2 separate regions of the Rattus norvegicus genome follow, and region 1 is linked to region 2. The links are chromatin contacts, called in public Hi-C maps. All regions are on one chromosome and are shown on one strand. The core of a region is the stretch at or near the end of the contact, and the rest is flanking DNA. Distances in the headings are between cores, read along the strand shown. Region 1 overlaps Arhgap10 (Rho GTPase activating protein 10). Region 2 overlaps Arhgap10 (Rho GTPase activating protein 10).

What was found. A called contact is a pair of places that touch in the nucleus more often than the background predicts.
Region 1: a Hi-C map of the A7r5 cell line shows a contact between it and region 2, with 1.8 times the contacts expected there. The contact joins two enhancer-like sites. A contact is called at or near these places in 3 of 12 Hi-C or Micro-C datasets (the A7r5 cell line, the Rat2 cell line and Schwann cells).

Annotation. Positions count from the first base shown.
Region 1 is chr19:47,441,055-47,446,147 of GRCr8, forward strand. The region is part of intron 4 of Arhgap10 (Rho GTPase activating protein 10); the gene reads left to right. Among named protein-coding and RNA genes, the nearest start is that of Arhgap10, 91 kb to the left of the region's middle. Within about 2 kb of position 2,902, at least 9 of the 93 cell types and tissues checked have an H3K27ac peak or open chromatin away from gene starts, as enhancers often do. A contact at or near this core is called in the A7r5 cell line, where this site is marked.
Region 2 is chr19:47,381,579-47,386,826 of GRCr8, forward strand. The region is part of intron 1 of Arhgap10 (Rho GTPase activating protein 10); the gene reads left to right. Among named protein-coding and RNA genes, the nearest start is that of Arhgap10, 31 kb to the left of the region's middle. Within about 2 kb of position 3,308, at least 21 of the 93 cell types and tissues checked have an H3K27ac peak or open chromatin away from gene starts, as enhancers often do. A contact at or near this core is called in the A7r5 cell line, where this site is marked.

The DNA.
Region 1 (5,093 bases), core at 1,652-4,151, 59 kb after region 2:
TGCCACAGGGGAGCATGAATCTATTTTAGCAGCTTCTAAGGTTTGTGGTCTTAGCCTTAAAGTTAACCTAGAGAAATAATTTCCATCACCTCCACTTCCTGGCCTCCCTCCCTTCCCTCTCTTCCCTCCCCCTCCCTCCTTCCCCTCCCCTCCCCTCCTTGTGTATGTGTGAGAGACAAAACATTTATGAGTTGTCAACCACTGAGAGCAAAGAGACAGCCAAAATAAATTTGAAGTAGGGAAGAGACCTTCCATGTTTGTTACTTTCTTCCACACAGCACTGGGGATGTGAACTTTGTCCCCTTTCCCTTGATATTCATAGACAGAAAAAGCCCTGGCCCTTCCCCTGCGCAGGTTTTGTATTGTTTCTTTCTTCTGTTGAACATTAGCAAAATCTTCTCCGATGCCTTTTCCCTTCTCCTGGGCTTCCTTTGTGTTCTAAACGGGCCCCTCACAGGGAGAGATTACTGCGCTGATCTAGTGTATGGCTCAAGCTGTGCAGTGACCAAATACTATCTCTAAGTCCTGTTTCTGGCAGCAGGGTTTTTGAAGAATTTAGCTACATTCTTGGTCAGTACAGTATGGGGAATTGCTGTCCTGTCTGTTGGTGACCCCTGGAAAAACCAAGTGGGACCCTAGAAAACTCCCTACCCTTAAACATAATAAACAGAAGTGGTTGCTTCTAAGAGTCGTACATACATAGCCATCCCTTACATTATGTCGTTAAATCTTTAATGATCATGTCTCATTTATTACCTTCCAGAAGCCTCCACCTTGCCTTACCATAGATATCTAGAAAGGAGCTTGTTTGGTCAATAATAGTTCTGTAGGAACTAGAGAGGAGTTGCAGTTTAGGTCCGTGTGTGTGTGTGTGTGTGTGTGTGTGTGTGTGTGTGTGTGTGTACACACATGTGTGTCCCTGCTTTCTAGACACTCAGTTTTTGACAACCCCATCTTTGTGTTCCTTTGGCTAGCGTGCTTGCATGATATGCTTTAATAAAGACTTTCTTAGTTTGAAGAGCTTCTTGAACAGCACAGAACTGTTTTCCTGTGGAGATAACAACAGAGTATTTAAAAGTTGCAGGCCTGGGAGTCTCCAGGTGTCTCTGTCAGCATCTTGACTTCTCCTCTCCCCATGTGCTGACCTCACCTGCTGTGCCTCTCTGTGGGGCTTTTTGGTTTCATCTGTGCCTGCATTCTCTCGTTTCCAGAAGCCTAATGACATGTTTAGCTCTGGTTTAAATGTAATCTAAGGCAATAGGCGGTTTTTGTAAATTGGATGTAAAAAGCCTTCTAGGGTTCTCTGGATGGTTTTGTTCTGTTTTGCTGTACCTTCCTTGACGCATGTCTGCCAGGTTTGGGCTTGTTTCTGTTTTGCAGGTTCTTCTGTTTTTCTTCCTGTGGGCTTCATGGGATCCAACCCTGTGTGAGCGCTCACTGGCCTTGGCACGCTGGCAAGACACTGTGTACACTGGGCTGTGTAATGGTGCCGCTGGACATTTACATAAGGCTTGCTTCATCTCTTAACTCATTTCCACGCTCTTTCCTTCTTCTGGACAGTGTTGGCATTTATTTTGCAGTGTCCCCAAGCACCTTGAAAGCCATTGCTCATTAGAGGCAAGCACACGAGTAAACTGTGCAAGTACAAGAATCTAAAATTGCTTTCTCGGACCCCTCTGAACTAGTAGCAGGAGCATGTAAGAATGAAGTGGACGCCCCAGACTGGTCTGACTGACTGACTATTCAGCTGACCGTGGAGAGAGCGGAGTTTGACACAAAAATTTAAACACGGGACTTGAAACAAATGTTGTTTCATAGATTATCACTTCTCACTCCTGCCTGGGACCAAACTCGTCACATTTTAAAAACATTTCTTTCCAAGAATATGTCTAACAGATAGATTTAATAAAAACTGACTTACCAAGATTCTGTAAACAACTGCAAAGTGTTGGTGAGACCAGCCCACTGGAGTGGTTTATCATATCGAGTGCTTTGGTAAAACAGGAGTGTTGCTGTGGGTAATCCTGTTACTTTCATTTTAGTTATAAAGCACCTACTTGTGCCTCAGAAGGCACAGCGTGAGGCCCTGGGGCACACAGGGTGCTGAAGTGGGTAGACTCACCCCGGGACTGGGTCTCATTGGCAGCGGGATGTTAGTGGGGCGTGGAGAATGGAAAGGAGGTGGAGGACTCTGCTTCATGGGGTGTTGGAAGAGCATCCTTGGTGATAGCTGCTCGCACTGGGTCCTAAGCCCTGTGAGGAGTAGTCCCTTCACCTCCTCACTCATATACAGAGAGAAGACTTGGAATGCCCTAAGAAAATGGTTAAATTCTCTAGACTCCTCAAACACTGGATGTTATTTAATGTTTATATGTGAGAGGTAAACCTTTTAGTTTCTCAAGAAAAGTTCTGAAATGTAGATAACTGTACAAAGATAGTCACATTAAAGAAAATTTAATACGAAAAATCCTCTCTCTCCCAAAACAAAAGTAAAATTCTGGCACAATATGTAGTTACATTCATGTTTTTATGGTTTATTTTATTTATTTATTTATTTTTTTTGGTTCTTTTTTTCGGAGCTGGGGACCGAACCCAGGGCCTTGCGCTTCCTAGGTAAGCGCTCTACCACTGAGCTAAATCCCCAGCCCCTATGGTTTATTTTTTATGGAAAGGTAAACGTGTTGGTAAAAGGTATAAAGGTAGCCGTGAATTGAGCGTCCAGTTCCTTTCTGACATTGGTGGCAGCCTCCCTCCCCTCCTTTGTTGTTTACCCTGTTAGCTGGGTGGCTGTGCACTGTTCTGAAATGCAGAAGGTTCAGCTTTCCTTAGACAGTGTTTCATTCCGAGGTCTGATGGCGATCTCTGAAGTATAGCCTCATTTTTTCCTTGTGACTCAGCCCATCTGGAATTAATTTTGACACGGGTGGGGTTCAGTTTCTGTTTCCCAGTCAAACAGTTAACACCGATCTGCCTAGTTCAGTGATGCATTTAAATGTGGGGCGCTCTCCTCCGGGCGCCTTTGTGTATATTTTACCGTGAGTGCCCTTTAAGAGGTCTGTGAATGTGAGTGGCGGGTCTCAGGTTCGGGAACTCCTCTCCCATGTATATATTTACATTGTTCTTATTTTATCCCACGCTGCTAAATTTAAGCCATATCTCTGTCTTTTCTCACATGTGCGGTTTTATAACACTATAAGGTATCTTCTCATGAGTGATATTTAATCTTTGCTTGGTTTAGTAATTTTATAAAAACATGTTGATATGTTTTCAGCTGTTTGATGAAAATTAGAAGAGGTGGCACACGCTTCCCGAGTGGAGACAGCCAGGTCTGTCACAGTTGCTCCTGCAGGTGACCATACACCAAGTGACCACGCGTATCCAGGTCGCAATGGAGTCTCCACGATGCCACTTTTAAATAGATGCTGTGGTGGAGTCCACAGTGTGGGGTGGACAGGACTTCCTGCTATTAAAATAGTCGACAAGAAGCTCAAGGAAAGCGGAGAGATGGTAGCTGTCTCTAATTGTAATAGACCGTACACGTACAGAGATGCTATGAACTACCCTGGTCATAAAGATAAAGGAAAAATGCTTCTGTTTCAGAGGCAGACTGAAAAGTTGGAAGCTGAAGGAAAGCTGCCTGACTCCCACGTTGTCCCTCACCCACCATGGACTATGGTTGTCAGCATAGGACATCCCAGGCCGTTCTGAGGAAAACTTAGATTCTCCTTGTCAGGCATTTTGGGAGACGACTTACCGACCATTCTATTTTTTACGTGCGGGTGTTTTGCTTGTATGCATGTCTGTGCACCGTATGCAGCACTCACCGAGTCTGATTTCCCGGGCCTAGAGTCAGAGTTTCTGTTTAGGCGCTAGGAAAGGAACGTGCTCCTGGAAGAGGACCGTCTCTCTACCCCACATTTTTGTTTTTTAGCTTTTCCACTTGGTAACTGGAGTTGGAGCATTTAATAATTGGGAAAAATCAACACTGATTCCCAAGTCTCATCTTCATGAATGTAAGGATTAATTCGTGGTCTTACAGGACGAGGCAGAGGGCGGTCCTGTCCTCAGATCCTACAATGTGTCCTGTGTAGTGCGGGCATGAATACCAGGACACAAAACAAATCACATTCTTTGTTTCATCTTCCCTAAAAGAGAAAACTCCTGCTAGGAAAGGCTGTGGTAGGTCGCCATTGCTGACTTAGGAAGCTAAGGAAGGGGATGTGCTGGGACGCTGTGAGCAGCAAGCAGGACCGTGACGTCTACGACATGCTTGTAGTATCCAAGGACGTAGCGTGTTCTCATGAGGCTAAAAGTGTTTGCTAAAAATGTGTCTAGCTGAGCAGTGCCTTCTCTGTCGTCTTTACATTCAGAAGCTGGGTTACTTGTTTTCTCAAGATGCCTTCATAGCAAAAGTAGACTGTAGTTCCAGGCGGTGCTGGAGAAATTCACCGTGAGTTGAGCAAACCAGCTGATGTCAGTGTCATTGTTGTGTTGGGGTCTGTTGACCAATTGCAGCTTCTCTTCACTGCTCTATGCATCTGAGGCAGGGATGGAACTCTGGCAGTTCTGCGTAGAGCGTTGTATATTCAACCTGAACTCTGACGATTTCCCTGAGATGTTCTAGGAGTGTTATGTCAAAAATATGGCCAAACTTACTGAGTTTATAATGAATTTCACCTTGTAGCAAAGTCCAGAGAAAGCTGTATTTATTCATTCCCTGCTGCTTCCCCACGAGACAGGGTATCTCTGTGTAACCCTGGTTGTCCTGGGACCAGGCTGACCTTGGACTCAGGGATCCACCTGTCTCTGTCTCCCCAGGGCTGAGATTAAAGGAGTGCTACCACCACCCAGCTGAAAGTTTGTTTTTAAAGCTCAACCTTTTCTGTTTTTCTTTCTGTGAGAGAAGATTGACATATCATTATCTCCCAACTCGAATGAATGTGAAGAATTGAACGTAGTCAAGGTTTGGGGAAACCTCAAGAGTACACGGTATGGGGAGTATCTTCCTAGTCCCAGCTCTGACTCGATGGTGGCTGTGGCTTGGGGACAGAGGCATTGCCTCAGAAGCTCCTTCATGTTTAGTGCCCTCTTGC
Region 2 (5,248 bases), core at 2,058-4,557:
CGATACAGGATCCCTGCAGGGTGACGAGGAGAGGGGCCTGGGTCCCCGTTCTCTACCTCTGATCTCAAGATGTGAGCCAGTGCCTGGTAGGCTGCGAGACGCAGGCGTAGTGTAGAGCTGGTGCAGCCCCTTGGTAGGATGGCTTTCTTTATGCATTGGGTGGTCCTGGGTCAGCTTTAGAACACAGCCTAGAATTAGAATGTGTGTCACTTGGGAGTGTGGGCCTGAGAACCCCACTCTGGTGACTGCCAGCTCAGTGTGTTTGCTATGTGAGCTTAGGCAAGATTCTGGCCTCTCTGTGCCCCAGTTTCCCTAAGCTGTCAGATGAGGGAATAAGTAATCAAAGGTGGCTAAGCACTTACGACAGAACCTGATAGGAGCTTAGTCCTGCTTCGGTGTAGACTGCTCTCGCACCTTTTGTAGAAATTCTTTGATCAGACCAAGTTGATGGTCTGTTCCTGACCTAATTTGTCCTGGGTTCTCTAGCTGAAACCTTAAGTTCATCAGGCAAGATAAGCAAGAACTCTTGGTGGAGTCTGCATGGCAGAGTTTTTTGCTTCAGAGCCAGTGTCATTTGATGCCTCTGGCTTGCTGTAAGAGTGTGCGTGAGGAGGCCTTGGCCTGGGTTTGTGTCTGCTTTGGCATGTGGGTTCTATTCAAGCGGTTTTGAGACTACAGTCTTACTTATCCCCCCCCCCCCCCACCGTTTGTGCCATAGTGTTTCGTGCAGACTTAGTTACTTTTAACCTTCATGGACCCCACATTTGTCTGTGTTGTGGCACAAGACCACCTAGAAGTTACAGAGCTTGTTTGGGTGGGTGAACCCGAATAATGCCTTTTTAGCAGCCGTGTGTGTGTGTGTGTGTGTGTGTGTGTGTGTGTGTGTGTGTGTGTGCGCGCGCGCTCACTTTCTCCTCAGGCTTACACAAAGAGGCAGAGATGATAAGCATTTGTCATTTACAACGTTCCTCAACGGCACTTACTTGGTGGTTTTCATGCCCTGTAGTAGGTTGCCACAGTCCTTGCTCATTGATGACACGCACACGACAGAGAGAGGGGAAGAGAGAAGGAGAAGGTGAGAGTGAACGGGCATGCTTCTGTGTGTATGTGTGTATACGTGTAGAGGTAGAGGTCGATGCCTTTTTCGGTAGCTCTATTTGTTTTTAGACAAGCTCTCATTGGAACTGCAGCTCACTGATTGGTAGATTGGCTGGCCAGGTAGCTCCGGGTAGCTACCTGGACTTAAATTATGGTTTTGTGGCTCACTATGGCTGCAGATAAACTAAGCAGTGAGCCTTAGTCTTCTGTGGAACATGCACTCTCTGCTTCCCCTTGCGTGTAGGACGAAGGTGTGAAACAGCTTGTCAGATGTAGCACACCTTCAGCCTGAGCTTGGTGGCCTGCTGACCTGAATAGAATGCTTATGGTATCGTTTGAGTGCGAGGATTGTTTGGTCCATAATACTGCTTCAGTATCCATCGGACTGATTAGGGAGCAGAGACGAGAAATCGAGCACAGTGACATGAGACATGTCACTCAGACTTGAGTCTCGGCCCTGAGTGTCAACTCCCAGCTTCCCTGATGCATTAGTTTTTGGCACCTACTCTTCTGACCATAGCAAAGCCCCCTTTTCTGATCTTTAAGGTCTCTGCGCAGCATTTTACATGCAGCGGGTGCATTGTCCTCTGTAGCCCTGCCCCTGGCCCCAGATGCCAGCGCACAGAGAAAGTTGACTTCTGCCGCTGTCATTGGTGGAATGTTTATAGATGTTTTGTTTGAGTGAGCGGCCTTGTGGTGTTCCCACAGGCAGCCGGCAGCTGAGGAATCCTCGGTGTAGAATCTATGATAAATGGTGGAAGAGAGGCTTTCCAGACCCCTTGCGTCTTGTTTAAGCCAAACTTACTTGGAGTTGCCCTGTTGCCGCTGGTTTTGATAGGAAGCAGCCGCCTGGAGTTGGGAGTGGCGATGGTTTGGGAGAGCTCATGGACTCCTGTATTAGACTCCATCTAATACAGGCCCGTTGTTGTGAGGCTAGAAGCATCCTGTGGAGTTTTGATCCCCAAAGGCATAGATACTAGAGCGGAAGTTGGGGCACATTCTACACACTTAGGAGCCTGTTGGCCACAGTCACACTGCGATTCTGGGTCTGTGTGTTTGTATTAACCACAGACCAGTCCAGAAAAATCCCGGACCACTTTGACTCGACAGCAGAGTGCACTTCCAGCCGTCACAGTCAGCCACCTTCCGAGTGTAGCGCACAGCGCTGATGTCACTGCTGACCCTGGACGTGCCAGACTGTTTTCGTTATGTGCCCTTGTCTCTCTAGCTTTCAGAAATTGGGTTTTCTTGCTTTGCCAGTTGGCTTAATAACTGTGCAGCCCGATGAGATGTTTTTCAAACTTGTCCTCATGTTGACCCCAAGGCTTGGAGATGTAGCCTTCTGACAGGCAGGCAGATGCCTAATTATGAGTCACACCTACAGGGCTGCCGCAGCAGTGACTCCGTTCACACTCCGACAGCCTGTTCCTCTCACTAGCGGGACAGACGGTGAGGCTGTTAGGGAGAGTTCTCTGCTTTGAGCTCCTTTCAGGCGTGTGTGGGTTTATTTGCTTCGTCTCTCATGGCTATTTTGTGTGTTTTTAGAAAACTCAATTTCTGAAAACGAGACCATTTTCTGTAGTCATGAAGGGGTCTTGAGAAGTTGAAATCTTGGAACTAGAAAAGGCCATTTGGGGTTGGTGAGACTCTCAGCAGTGCGGGATGCCTGCCGTTCTCCTGTTCGGTTCTTCAGGCCTGTCAGGTGGCTTGTAATCACTGTAACTCTAGCTCCTGGGGACCTGACACATTCCTCTGTGGGTACATGCACACACAAAAAGATTTTTTAAATGGACTGTGTTGGTCCAGCTATTGTGTATCTGTCTCCGTCTCTCTCCCCCTCCCCTTCCCCTTCTCCGTGTGTGTGTGTGTGTGTGTGTGTGTGTGTGTGTGTGTGTGTGTGTGTGTGCGCCAGTATGCATGAGCCTTTGTGCTAAATCCCACCCTGCTTTCTGCCTTGTGCTCCTTACAGCTTACATGGAGATGAGGAACATTCAGATGCGGAAATGGAGAAGCTCCCATCGGAAAGATTTGTACTGTTCTCACCAAGAGGGACAAAATGACTCGAAACATGTGGGTTTTTATCTTTTGGGCCTGGTTTTGGCATTTAAAAAATTAAAAAAAAACCAAAACCCTTCTTTGAGGTGTTGAGAGAGTGGGTGTGGCTAGTTGCTCAAGTGTCCAGCCCTGAGAGCTTGCTTGGGGCAGCAGTGTTGAGAAGCATTGGGTTGTTCTGACTCATCCATGGGCAAAGCGTTGATGGACTCAGTGTAGACAGAGGTTGGGAGGCGGCAGAAACTGGGGCAGTGGGACATGTGCTGCTCCCTGCTTCAGGCTGCTTCAAGGTCAGCAGCACCAAACTACGCTGTGATCCTCCACAGGACCAAGAACAATGGAGCAGGCCAGCCTTGGCCTGAAACAGCCAAAATAAATCATCTTTACGTTGTTTTTTTTTTTTTTTCTGTTATTTTGGGATTGTGTGGAAAGCCAGATAATACAATAAGTTTTCCTAACTTGACACTGTGTGTGTGTGTGTGTGTGTGTGTGTGTAGAGAGAGAGAGAGAGAGAGAGAGAGAGGGAGAGAGAGGGAGTGGGAGAGGGAATGGGAGAGGGAGAGGGAGAGGGAGAGGGAGAGGGAGAGGGAATGGGAGAGGAAATGGGAGAGGGAGAGAGAGATTGGACTTTTTCTGTCATATGGTAAATGTTACCAGCTTTGATTGGCAGTACGTTTTCTTCTCCTTTCTTGTCTGGTGTAACTGGGATTTTGGAAGAATGTGGTTGCTCTTTCCAGGGTGCCACCACTTTGATCTAATACATGAAATCTGTCCTTGTGACTCGGCCTGCTCTCCCTCAGGCTGCCAAGAACCTTTCAGTGAAAGTGCTACTCAAAAGTTGCTGTCTCAGGCTACAGCTGCAAACAGATCTCTGAGTTCGAGGCCAGTCTGGACTACATAGCAAGTTCTAGGCTGGCAGGGTTCACATAGAGAGACCCTGTCTCAAAAAAACAAAAAACCAACCAAACAAAAAAAACCCCCCCAAAAAACCCCAAAAAACAAAGTTGGTGTTAGGCGATGCAGGGTAGCTCATACCTATAAGCTTCCTTGTGAAGGGAAAGAAGGACAGACGGACCAAATGCCAGCAATAAGGAAGGACAGAGAGATGGACCAAATGCCAGCAATAAGCCGAGCTGTTCTTTTAGCTGTAGTCTGTCCAGTTTGCAGCAGTCCCCTTTCGTATGTCAGGATGCAAACCATAGAGCAGTGGTCCTCCGCCTTCCTAATGCTGCCACCGTTTAATACGGTTTCTCATGCCCTGGTCACCCCTAACCATAAAATTATTCTTATTGCTACTTTACAACTGTAATTTTGCTACTGTTATGGATCCCAGTATAAATAGTCTTTTCTGGTGGTCTTAGGTGACCCCTATGAAAGGGTCGTTCAGCCCTGAGAGGGGTCATGACCCATGGGTTGAGAACTGCTGCTCTAGAGGCTGTTCTAGAGGCTGCTCTAGAGGCCTGGGAGTTCATGGTACTTAGCAGCTACTTTCCCGGAAGCTGTTCACAGGCCACTGCTGGTTGAAATGTTTCGGGACTGGGTGTATAGCCTCAGAGTCTATAGCACAATGCTGCCTCCCTTTTCCCCCTAAATATGGACTTTGTGCAGTCTCTTGTAATGCCTGCCGCGAGAGCGCTTAATGTTGGCATCTTGCTCCGTTACTGTTTTAACTAGTGTTGACTGAGTGGAACTGGAGATTAGTTCAGGTGAGTCCAGAAGCCGGTGGGGACACTCAGAGAGACCTGGAACAGCTTTCTGGGTGAGGAAAGACTGGTCTGACTTTGAAGGCTGGAGGGGGAGAGGTACTCTGAACAACACGGGGATAGAAGAGGAGCAGATTCCGTTCTGGGGACTGAGAGGTCATCCCTGGAGTACAGACATAGCACAGGCCTCCTTGCCTCCCTCTCTCTGAGCCTCTGCTAGCCCCCAGCCTGTTTCTCCTGGGGTGTGGAGTAACTGTTTCTAGCAAGTTCCCTGGTGACGAGACTGCTGCTGGTCTGGGGGCTACTCTTTTTTTTTTTTTTTTGGTTCTTTTTTTTTTTTTTTTTTTTTTTCGGAGCTGGGGACCGAACCCAGGGCCTTGCGCTTCCTAGGCAAG